2 separate regions of the Gossypium arboreum genome follow, and region 2 is linked to region 1. Evidence: chromatin contacts called from public Hi-C data. All regions are on one chromosome and are shown on one strand. The core of a region is the stretch at or near the end of the contact, and the rest is flanking DNA. Distances in the headings are between cores, read along the strand shown. Region 1 holds the start of LOC108453679 (protein SMAX1-LIKE 6-like). Region 2 holds the start of LOC108450252 (ferritin-3, chloroplastic-like).

Region 1 (6,523 bases), core at 1,134-3,633:
GTATATTATCAATTTCAGACTTTTGTATGTGAAATTACTATTGAATATTTATATTTCCTTAATTGAATTGGCTTGACAAATTAATATGATGTTGATTTAGTTCGATAATAATTGAAGTATATTTTTTAAAAATTAAATTATATGATTAAAAATACACAACTTAAAACATTATAAATTTTAACAATTTTATTTTATCATTTTAACTTTTAAAAGGGAAAAATAAGGCCTATAGGCCATTTTTTTAAAATTAGGGTTTTGGATCGATTTTATTTTTAATTAGAGATATAGGCCAATTTTATTAGGACGCACTTTCCTATTCTCTCTTCCAGGGTTAGGGTTTTTATTTTATTAGGGTTAGAGTTTTTATTAGGGTTTTTATTTTGGGTTTAGAGTATTTTGAAAGTGTTCAGGATTTTCGAAAGAAATTCTTAGGTAGTTTTAAGGGGTCGGGGATGTGATAACACGCCTCAGCACACTTACATTTTTGAACCATGCCAAGTAACCATCAACTGTCGTCGTGTCCACTGAGAAAAATTATTCGCGAACGGGTATGGATTGCATCCTACGATCCCATACGTCGATGTGCTCCACGTGTCGCACCGACTAGTCAATGTTGTCCTTCCCCCACATGTCCACCTTGTGCAGATCCTTCAGATATTGCGGTGGCGGCGAAATTCGTTGCCTCCACTTGAACTGCCACAACACCCTATTTATTTCGTGCATTTCCACTCTCGTGTACACTATCAACGACACCTTCACATCCCACATCTGCTGATTGCGCAACACTTCCGATGGAATGCAGGATATGACATCGGTGTTGGCGTACGACATCCATTCAAACTGATAAGAAAAATTGTAAATATCGTTATTTATGAATTTCTTTTTTACGAATAATTACGTAATTAATATAGGTTCGAAAGAATAGGTAACTAACCTCGGCTTCATTGATCTAACAACAGCCTAATATCTTTTATTACCTTAGGCAGTCCCATGTAGCTCGGCCCATGGTTCCACCTGTACAAGCGATATGTTAATCGAAACATATAATAATAAAAATTATTGTACAAACTATGTATTTGTTAATAAATGATGTTTACCTCGTCACCAAGGGGAACATTTATAGGTCGACCACATTGAGATGTAAAAACGGTAGTCTCCACCAGGCCCACGACTACAGCAGGAGAAAACAATCACCGATCGACGTTGACCTCGGGTTCATGGCTCGACACATCTCTCGATATAACGTGGACAATATGGTAGATCCCTAACTTAGTTTCACGCAACCATTGAAGCCCACTAGATGTAGTAGCCACCTTACATGCACCAAATTTTGAGATTTGTCGTGCATTAAAATTCCCCTGATTAACCTCAAAATGTATGCTTAGGTGTATTGTTGTATCACCTCCTTCGTTCGATCTTTAAGGTTTTTAGGGAGCTCATCGAAATTATCCTTCAACTAGTTCATCAATTTTCGACCACCTTCGAACTTGTCCGGGACCTTCTTCAACAGTGATTGGCAGAGGGTCACTTTGTTCGGAACTATCCTAGATCCCGTGCTGACTGGTCCATCCACTGGCAAACCAAATTGTAGCGCTATGTCTTCGAGTGTGATTGTACACTCGCCGCATCGAAGGTGGAAAGTGTGTGTTTCGGGCTTCCATCTTTCCACTAATGAGCTAATTAGTTGCAAATTGAGTTTGTAGTCCCCGGACATACTAGACGCATGTAAGAAAACAACCGCTTGCAAGTAGCCATGAATTTCAGGAATTACATGCTTTCTTATATTATGGATGAAACTATCCAGAACAGGATCATCTGTTTATTTACACAAAAAATTATAATTATAATAAAAAATTAAATTTAACATTATTGAAATTAACGAAATTTAAATTTCGATTTTACCATTACTAATTAGGCAGCGGAAATATACTTGTCGTTGAATCGGATTAGAAAGGCGGTCATTCATAAAAATGAGATAATTTAAAAAATAAAAATTTTAATTAAATAAAAATATTGAAAATTTTTAAAAACAAGAGACTTGAGAGGGTTTGAGAGAATTGAGAGAGTTGAGAGAAGGATGTGAATGAAAAAATAAAAATTGAGGGGTATTTATAGGGTAAAAAAAGTTACTATTAGGGTTTTAAATTTTTTTATCATTGGCGATAAGTTAAAAAAACTGTTGGGATTTACAAAGTGCGACTAATTAAGGGCGTTTTATAACTAAATCGATCTATATCCCTAATTAAAATAAAAACAGACCCAAAACCTTAAGTTTTTTAGAAAAAATAGTCCTATAGTCGTTATTTTGCCATAAAAAAATATTAAATATTAAAGTGTTGATTATTTCAAAAACAAAAACCAATTGATTAACAAGTTTAAAATTGAAAGAAATCATATTTGTAGAGAGGAGCATATACGCATAAAAGAGAAAAAGGAAATCCTTTTGTGTATATAGTAGAGAATCTAAATTCACCACCTGTCGTTCCAAATGATCTCCTCCACAGTGGACCCCACTAACCCCCGACTTAGACAGCCAACAGTTCCCCTTTAGAGGGAAAATAAATAAATAATTAATTAACTATTGTCCTCCATAAAAGTCCCTTTTTCTTTTATAAAAAAAAAAAAAATCTCTCCCTTGCACTTCTGATAAGCAAACAAATATATATTTTTAGTTTACCTTCTTTTTTTCCTTTTTTAATCAAGAAAAAAAAAAGTTTTTGGCTTTTTATGATACCCGGCGATGCCTACGCCGGTAAGTGTAGCGCGGCAATGCTTAACGCCAGAGGCAGCTCACGCGCTAGACGAGGCGGTGAGAGTCGCGCGACGGAGGGGACACGCGCAAACGACCTCGCTCCATGCCGTTTCTGCTCTTCTCTCTCTCCCTTCGTCCCCGTTACGTGACGCCTGTGCACGTGCTCGTAACGCGGCTTACTCCCCTCGCCTCCAATTCAAAGCGTTGGAGCTTTGCCTTAGCGTGTCATTGGACCGAGTCCCCTCGAGTCAACTCAGCAACGACCCGCCCGTCTCCAACTCGCTCATGGCCGCGATAAAGCGGTCTCAGGCGAACCAGCGAAGGCAGCCCGAAAATTTCCACCTTTATCGCGATATGTCGCAGCAAAATCCTTCCAGTATCTCGTGTGTCAAAGTGGAGCTCCAACACTTGATGTTATCCATCCTGGATGACCCTGTTGTTAGTCGGGTCTTCGGCGAGGCGGGATTTCGGAGCTCCGAAATCAAGCTGGCAATCATCCGCCCCCTCCCTCATCTCCTAAGATACTCTCGACCACGTGGCCCACCGGTTTTTCTTTGCAATCTAGAAAATTCGGATCCGGGTTATGAAAAAACCAGGTTTCCATGTCATGGCGGCTTCAGTTTCCCGTTCCCGGGTTTTGCATCTTTTTATGGAGGAGAAGAAAACTGTAAGAGAGTAGGAGAGGTTTTGGCGCGAAGGAGGAATCCACTACTTGTTGGTGTATGTGCAAACGATGCACTCGCCAATTTCACGGATTGTTTGGACCAAAAAAAAGATGGCTTCTTGATTAAAGGTATTTCGGGGTTAAACATAATTTGCATCCAAAATTATATTTCCAAGTGCACTACTAATCAAGGCTTTAATAAAGGGGAGATGGATTTAAAATTTGAAGAAATGGGTCGGGAAGTTGAAGGATCCGGATCCGGGTTGGTGGTGAATTACGGGGATCTGAAAAATCTTGTCAGTGACAAGAGTGAAAAAGATGATGATGATGATGATGACGACGACGACGACGACAAGGTTGTGGATGAAGATGGGGTTAGTTATGTAGTTGGACAGTTAACGAGGTTATTACAAGTTTATGGAGGGAAACTCTGGCTGCTGGGAGCTGCAACAAGTTACCAGACATATTTGAGGTTTCTAAGTAGGTTTCCTTCAGTTGAAAAAGACTGGGATTTGCAGATTTTGCCTATAACTTCGGTTAGGAATTCATTGGCTCAGTCTTATCCCAAGTCCAGGTATGTAAATTGAATTATCAATTTTCTTGGAGATTTTATTTTATACTATCTTTTATGTTGGCATGATATTTTTGGTCGTTATTCTGAATGCTTTTAACTAATTTTTTTTTGGTCAAGTATACTTATCTTGTGTTTAGAGAGCTCTTTATTTGTCCTACGGTCGAGTTTGAGGGATTTAAGGATTGGGTAATCTTGATTTAAAACTGATGCTTTGTTGTGTAACTCTTTTAAGTCATAACCTTTTCCAGAGTTGCACTGGTTGGCGTACAATATTCACCATGGTGAAACCTGGGATTTAGAGGGGATGTGATTTGTGATTTAAGCTGAATTTGCAACTTAAAGCACTGCTACGTTGTTGCTGTGTTAACATTTTTGAATTTAAATAAAAATAATAAGAGTTTAAAATGATTTTAAAGATATTAAGTTGTTTGCAGTGGGTAATGACGCGTTTCATAAAGGTTGATTATTTGGTTAGTGCATGGTTATTGGATGAAACACTTACATAAGCCTAACTGATACTTTTATAATTTTAAATTTATTTAAGGTGCTGAATGCTATAGTAGTGGAATGTTGGTATCCACTTTATCTGTTTCATTCTTTTTGTTGTTATGCAGCATCACTTATTTTTTTTCCTTTGCGTTTATTGATTCCTTTGATTTCCATGGCTGTCTTCGTATTTAATTCGACCTGATCTCATAGTTTATGTAACTACAGGTTGATGGAGTCATTTGTTCCATTTGGTGGGTTCTTTGCTACACCTTCTGAGTCAAAGGGGTCCTTAAGCAGCTCGTATCAACATTTACCCCGCTGTCATCTATGCAATGAGAAGTGCGAACAGGAAGTAATTGAAATTTCAAAGGGAGGTTTCAATGTTTCCGTGGCAGATCAGTGCCAATCTACTTTGCCTTCTTGGTTGCAGATGACAGAGCTTGGTGCAAACAAGGGATTAGATTTGAAGGTGTGTGTCCGTTCGTCTATGCTTCACGTGCTTATTTTATGTTCATATTCTTTTGTTTCAAATATCTGTGGTGGGGACCCGGAGTATTAAGAGAACCATCGGTTTCAACTTTCAATCCCTATTATTACTACTCAAGTATATTCCTAACCTGATTCATTTGCCGCCAATCTCAAAAGATGGACATCATTTGCATACACCCACAGCATACGCTTATACCGGTTTTAAAATGTCTGTTGTTCACCAGATCTGTTGTGTTGATCAAGGGTTTCCATGTTTTATTCACTAAATCTACCCAACCCTGTCCCTGCCCCTGCCCCTTTTCTCCAAATCTTAATCGGTTTAGTTTGGATAATTTATGAAATTTATGTGAAAACAAGTTTGTCTCTCTTCAGTGCAGACCAAAGATGGGCAGTTTTTAAACACTATGGTAGCAGGACTGCAAAAGAAGTGGGACAATATTTGCCAGCGCCTTCATCACACTCATCCAGGCCCTGAGTCAAAAACTTATGAAGAAAGCCCTTCATTCCCGACTGTTATGGGCTTTCATTTCGTGCAAGACAAGAAAGAAAATGCTCATGGTCATAGTAATGACAATAGAAATGCATCGCCCGATGAAAAGATGTCTACATCACTATCAGAGAATCCTTCCTCTATAGTATCCAAGACTAGAAATGGAAGTGTCCTGCACAAGCTATGGGAAAAGCCTTCCAAAGGAGGTGTTTTTGAAGCGATTGAACCCATATCTCCTTGCAGTTTGTCCAATTCAAGTGGAGGTGACGTTAGTCAAGCCTCTCCTACATCTGTGACTTCTGTGACAACTGATTTAGGGTTGGGTTTATGCTCCGTTTCTTCAAGCAACACGTTGATGAAACCTTCAAATCAGAACCATGCAGGGCTTGCGGCGGACTTCCCAGGTTGCCTTCCTGCAAATGTTGATGCTAAAAATGGAGACATCTCTGGCCATCCTTCTCAGTCCTCTTCCACTTTCTCTCCCGACTTTTGTGGAAAGCTTAATCCAAGCGATTTCAAGAAGCTTTTTACAGCTGTCACCGAAAGGGTTGGATGGCAACATGAAGCTGCAAGTGTTATTTGCCAAACAGTGGCCAACGGGCGTGCACGAACTGAAAAATGTCATGGAGCCAGTCAAAGAGGTGATATATGGTTGAATTTCTGTGGACCCGATAGGTGTGGTAAAAGGAAAATTGCTCTTGCACTTGCAGACGTAGTATATGGAAGCAGAGAAAATTTCATTGGCATGGATCTAAGTTGCCAAGATGGGGGGTTGATGCATACACAGTTGCTCTTCAATTCCCAGGAAGTGAATTATGATTTAAGGTTCAGAGGAAAGACTGTGGTTGACTGTATTGCTGAGGAGTTAAGCAAAAAGCCCTTGTCAGTTGTCTTCCTTGAAAATGTGGATAAAGCTGATATTCAGGTTCAGAGCTGCTTGTGCCAAGCTATCCGAATTGGCAAGTTCTCAGACTCACATGGAAGAGAAGTCAGCACCAGCAATGCGATATTCGTGACAACCTCGACATTAGCTAAGGAAACTCAAGTTGTTTGTCATAAACAACA
Region 2 (6,523 bases), core at 1,559-4,058, 250 kb after region 1:
TCATTGACCCTTTTTACTTTCCCCTTAAAAATCAAAAGGAAACTTCAAATCATCAAAACTTTTCCTATTGGCAATCTGCCGTTGCTGCAGGATATAAACCGAAGAAAACTGACAAACTGTCATAAACGTCGCTAGGGCAAATTTAAAAGAAAAAACACAGAAGGAAGGATCTTGGAGAAGAAAAATACCTATATAGGAAATCCACGAATCTATAACTACTTCGATTAAAAGGACTACTAAAAATATATCCCTTACGAGCTTTTATCATCAAACCAAAGATCCGGCACTCTCTTTCAACGTACAGCCAAAATATATAAACAAAGAACTACTGAAATAAGACCTTATGCACAAACTTTTGACATGGAACGAAGCAGCAAGTTGGGGCTTCATGCAATAGCTTCCTCTCCCTCACGAAGAAGCATTTGATCGAAGTGCCACACCCCTGCGATGAAAACCATGGTAGCATAGAGTTAAAGATGGAACTTCTCTATATTTTGATGACAATGGAGAAGTTTAAATTCATACCGTGTCCTTTTCCAACTCTTCTCAATTGAGCTACATATTCTGATATTTTCTTGATGGCCTCCACCTAAATAGAAAGCAAACCAGGAATTACCCATTATTTTTTTTTATCATTCATCAGTAAAAGCAAATTTTATGGAGACCAAAAATTGTATTATACCTGCTCAGCTAAGAATTCGCCTTCAATGAAATCCGTTAACTGCACATCATGGTTCCGCACGGCTACCTGTTTACCAAAGCCTTCACTATTAGCACTTCAAACAAAACTGTTTACCATCATCTTAGAAACATGCAAAATGTAAAAGCAACAGTCTGTTAAACAACGTTTTTGTCCAATAATTTCGTAAACCTAATTAATGAGACCCTAGACCCTATTAATATGTTTAAATCAAAATTCATAAGTGCAAATAGAAAACAGGACAAAATAATTTATCATCTATGTATATATATAGACAGAGAGAGTCTCACATTACGTAGGTTAAAGAGCTTTTCACTTGTTAGTTTCTCCAGGGACAAGGCAAGCTCCATTGCTGAACCAAAGAATTAGATACAATTAGCTTCAATCACATATACCATGCTAATTTGACTAATATCACATTGTCATGCAGTACAATTCAGCATGAAGAAAGACAACGGGGTGATTAATGAACAAAATTCACAATACTTCCAAGTGAATGTTCAAGAAATATCTCTTCCCACCAACCATACAAATTTACAAACGTACTACCATGGTTACTATATATCTCATTGTATTGTTACACGTGGATATGTAGTATCTGAAGGTAGAAAAAGAAGGCAACCAAATAAGAAATGAAAGCACTGTTTACCAAACCAAACACAAACGTAGCTTTGGTAATATCAACTTACCGTATAATGCATCTCCTTTCTCTGCATGATCAAACTCAGAGAGGGGCATCACTATGGACTGCAGCTTCACTTTTCCACCTCGTTTGTTCTGATAACAATAGAAAAAAAAAAAAACCAATTTGGGAAACAATGCCATAAACAAAAAAATAGCAAAAATAAGCAAAAACAAAAAATAAATAAAAACGGAAAACCCTTTCATGACAGTTTTCTTATAATCCAAAATAGAAAATTTCTAAATAAATTGTAACTCTAATTTTTTTTTTTTACCGAGGTACATAAATAGAATACATAATTATGATGATGATAATACATACAATTTCAAAAGTAAAATCACATACTGTGATCTAAGCAAAATGAATAGAAAACCTGGTATTCCATAAATTTCTCAGCATGTTCTCTCTCTTCTAAACTCGATTCCTTGAAGAACCTATTACGAGGAAGGCTGATGTGAGCTTAACACCGAAAAGGGGAGCTAAAAGGGCTCAGCAAAATCAAGAATTTTCAACAAGAATTACTTGGCAAGACCCTTGAGTGCAACGTTGTCCCTATCGAAGTAAGCAAACATAGCATGATACACATAGGAAACATTGTATTCGACACTGTCAAATGCACCAGACATTAGTAAATATCGACACAATCACGAAATCATTCAGAATTCATTCTTAAAAATCTAAAAAGAAAAGATCCCACTTGATTTGTTCGTTGATGGAAGCTTCACAGTCATCAGTGAACTTTTGGCGAGCCAGAGAAAGTTGAGGCACGGAGGGGACAAGATCGAGTTCCTTTTTCACTTCCACAAAGGGCTGGAAAACAACACCAGTTAGTGGCTTGTGGTTGGCTCCTTTGGCTGCACAAACTACAAGAGACCCAGGTCCATTTCTTGGAGAAGATAGCTGATGATTAAACGAAGAAGAAAAAGGGGAAAACAGGGCACCCTGATTTTCCAGTTGAGGATTTAACGAAGAAAAAGCTGGAGCAGCTTTCAGCAACATGGCGCAAAAAAGAAGAAAAAGAAACCCAAGCTTTTGATGAAAAGGAAAAAAAAGGAAAACAGAGTTTTTCAAATGCAAACAGCTGAAGCAGCAGCAGAAAGGAAAGAGAGGTGAGATTAGGAAAGCAAAGTAAAAGCGTGAGAGAGGGATGGGATGAAACGTGGAGGGTGAAGATGAGCAGGTTGAGCGAAGGGAGCGTGGCAGGCAGGCAGGCAGGCAGGCAGGTTCGTCACTCGAGGTTGATTTGGAGGTATCTCTGTGTACTGTGAAATAGTTCACAGGGAATTTTGTATTTGTGATCCTGGAAAGCTACCTTTCCTTTATAATTATTGCAGCAATCTTCTTTTAATCTCTTCTTTGTTTAGTCCTTAGTCTATCTCTACTTTGAGGATAGTTAAAACGTTCTTCTATAAGAGTCTTTTTTGTCTGTTCTGTACTTTAAGAGGGGTTAGGTAACTTAGGTTCTTCTATCCAAACAATATAAATAATTTCCAAGGGATTTTTTTTTCAAAATAAGAAAATATTTCTAAAATAATCAAATTAATATGTTTTCCAAAGTAAAAGTCGGCGTGGCATAATGATAGAATTTAAAAGAAAAAAAATTAAGTGCCCAACTTATGACAAGACGAGACGCAAATGATATTCATTCCATCTTAACAATTTAATTTGTATTTTTATTAAAATAAACAAAATATTAACATATCTAGAAAATTTGAGCAAGAAGGAACTCTTTTCACTAAAGTGGGTGTGGTTTTGGAGTTTGGTAAGTGATTATGACTTTTATTTACAATAATTTTAATTTTATCTCTCTACCTTACGAAATCAATAAATTAATTTAACTGTTTTAAATTATTATAAGTTTATCTTTATATTTTATGAAATTTTTAACCTTATTATTAAATTGTTGACTTTGAAAATAAATTAAAAGCAATTTATAAGTAAGAAATTAACAATTTAGTAATTTCTATGTAATAAATTAATATAAAATAACAATTCAAGTTATTATGTTTACCAATAACTAGATTAATTTTTTACTTTTATAAAGTATAAAATCAAAATTTGATAAATTAGAGCAAGATGATTGATTCATCTATAAAATAAGAGGGCTAACTTCTCAATTTTAATAAAGTAAAAAGAATAAAATTAAAAAAATTAACATGTTTCAATTTGTCATATAAAACAGTCAATTAGAGTTGAAGATGCATTCAAAGATATTAGAATCGGACTAAACTAGTCGAGGTATTAGTTCAGAGAAAGATTTTGATCCTATTAAATTGGGAACTAATATTAACAGATTAAATTGACTAAAAATTAATTGAATAAAAATTGAACTAAATATTTTTTAAAAAATTTAAACTTTTAATTTTTATTTATAACTGCATCAATTGAATCGATGAATTATTTTAATTGACCGACCAATAATTTAACAGTTTTGACTCTTCCTTGAATTTAAAAACATTGGATGCATCTAAATATGTTTTCTTAATATGCACGACTTAAACATAGAATTAAAGTGTTTTCTTTCTCAATTTTTCCAGCAATTTTTTTGAGTTTATTATTTATTTTTTAACACAATATTTATAATTATTTATAATTCATTTTCAACTTTAAATAAAAGATAACACATTAAAAACAATCTTTAACCCATATTATTTTCGAAAATGATTTCTTATTTTATATGTTTTTGATAAAATCTCTAATTTTTAAACTAATAGACATAATCTTAACCATCAATCATTTCATCATTCAATTAATACCTGTCAAATCAGTTGAAAAATAATAAAAATAAAAATAAAGTCGCTTTACTAATATTGATTTTATAATTTCTAAGGTAATGTGAAATCAGCTCCAATGAATTTTTTATTTTTATAAATTGAACTTACTTAAATAATATTATAAATTAAATGCACAAATTAAATAATATTATTTACCTTTTTTCATGAAATAAAAAGATTAATTATCAATATAGATGGGATTGTAGATTAATTAGTAAAATAATTAAAGTAGGCACTTGAAGAACCCAACTTCAATGTTGGCGTCTTATATATATATATATAATGGGAAAATATTATAAATGGTTCTCATATTTTATCAAACTTTCATAATAACTAATTTTAGTTAGTTTCAATTATTTTTTCCTAGTTTCAATACAATATTGATAAGTTAAAGTCAAGATTTTGGTAGGAACTACAAGTAAATATGACATTAATTTTATTAATTTCTTATTTTAAAAAATTATCTTGAAATTGAAATAAAATTATGAGGGAATATTTTGATATTATTCTTTTCTTTTAGTTGAGAGTAAGAACAACTTGTTTCTATGCTTTGGACTAACAGTGAAATAAGATCACAAATGGTCCCTCATTATTTTATCAAATATTCAAGATAAATTCTTTTAAAAAGAAAATTAGTAAAGCCATATTTATTTGTAGCTCTCACCTAGTTTTTGGCTTGAAACCTATTAATATTGTATTGAAACTGAAAAAGAATTGAAACCAACTAAAATTAATTATTATGAAAGTTTGATAAAATATGGGGACTATTTATGATATTTTCCCATTTTTTATTTGAGCTGAAAAGATATACACACAGAAGGTGCGGACTTTGAAGTTGGGTGCTCCAACTGCTAACTTCAACTATTTCACTAATTAATCAACAACCCTATCTATTTTGTTAATTAATCTTTTATTTTATATATATTAAAAACCCTAATAACAAAATTAATTTAAATATTAAAAAAATAACATTACAATTTTCAAATAATGGAAAATGGGTCTCTCACATACATTCTCTTCTCCCTTGCTCCATATTCTCACATACATTTAAAACTAGATACAAAGCTTGAAAATGGAAAAGAGTAGGTGACAGAAACCGATTTTAATTAATTGTAGAATTTTTTATAATATGTAAATTAATTTTATTATTTTAAAATTTTAAAATTATTTTTAATTTATCATAAAATTTAATTTAATTTAATATTTAAATTTAAAATATAATTTTTATTTATAAATTTATTGAAGAAATTTATAATTTCTAATATTATTTTAAGTAACTTATAATTTATGAAATAAATGATCAATTATAATATGGAACTTAATTCAGTTTATTAAACTTAATTAAAATATAAACTTATTTCAGTTTATAAATTATAAATTACTTGAAAATAATATTATAAATTATAAATTGTTGAATAACTTCATAAATAAAAATTGCATTTTAAAATTGAAATGCTAAACTTACTTTAATTATAAATTAAAACATATATATAAAACTTAAAATAATAAGATTTATTTAAATATTATTAAAAAAGTCAATTTATAAATATTTAATTAGCTTTGAAAACTTTTTAAATATCAAAATTATACATAAACTTTAATATAATTTGCAATGTTATACATCAATTTTAGTTTGGTGCATTTGTATACATCAAATTTTAATTCGGTTCAATTTTCATATTTCACTAACTCTATTACCTATGTGACATAATTTTCCGTTAAATCATGTGTAAATTATCGACATGTCATTTTATTAGGTTAATAAACAAACAAACAAATTGAAATTATTTTCGGTAGAATAAGAAATTAAATTTCCTAGAGAAAATAAAAAATCCTTTTTCTCAAGTATGATTATTTTTAATCTAAGTGAAAATAATTTAAATTTATTTATTTGTAAACCTAATAAAATATCATGTCAATACTTTACACATGACTTAATGAAAATGTGAAAATCAAACTAAAATTAAAATTTAATCTATACAATACATTAAATTAAAATTAATGTATAACATTACAAGTTATATCAAAATTGAACGGGGAAAAAATATTTAATTAAAATTATGCTTGTTAGCTTATATGGGCCCACTCAAATTTTATAATTAAAAATGTAATAATAAAAATATTTGCTTTTTATATTTATTAACTTTTAAATGATAATAATTGACTGAATGATGAAGTGATTTATGGTTAAAAAATAAAATATATTAAAATTAGTTTTTGGAAAATCGATTTCCCTCTCCATTGTAAAAATGTGTACAAGTTTGGTAATTATTTGAAAAGATGTATTAGTTCGAAAATTATTTTATTTTTATATTATTTAGATTAAATAACCGAAAAGTTAAAATTTTGTGAATAGTCGTTGTTTCT

Evidence for each region. Hi-C and Micro-C count contacts between places; a contact is called where the count stands out from the background.
Region 2: a contact with region 1 is called in a Hi-C map of leaf, with 2.3 times the contacts expected there. The contact joins the promoter of LOC108450252 here to the promoter of LOC108453679 in region 1. A contact is called at or near these places in 2 of 5 Hi-C or Micro-C datasets (both in leaf).

Annotation. Positions count from the first base shown.
Region 1 is chr5:41,139,119-41,145,641 of ASM2569848v2, forward strand. It overlaps LOC108453679 (protein SMAX1-LIKE 6-like), which reads left to right and starts at 2,384. Exons shown (of 3, transcript XM_017751932.2): 1 at 2,384-3,990; 2 at 4,705-4,948; 3 at 5,346-6,523. The coding sequence starts at 2,741.
Region 2 is chr5:41,391,662-41,398,184 of ASM2569848v2, forward strand. LOC108450252 (ferritin-3, chloroplastic-like) reads right to left here and starts at 2,809. Exons shown (of 8, transcript XM_017747787.2): 1 at 2,080-2,809; 2 at 1,905-1,988; 3 at 1,756-1,816; 4 at 1,390-1,477; 5 at 991-1,052; 6 at 683-748; 7 at 526-589; 8 at 172-442. The coding sequence starts at 2,381. The coding sequence ends at 387.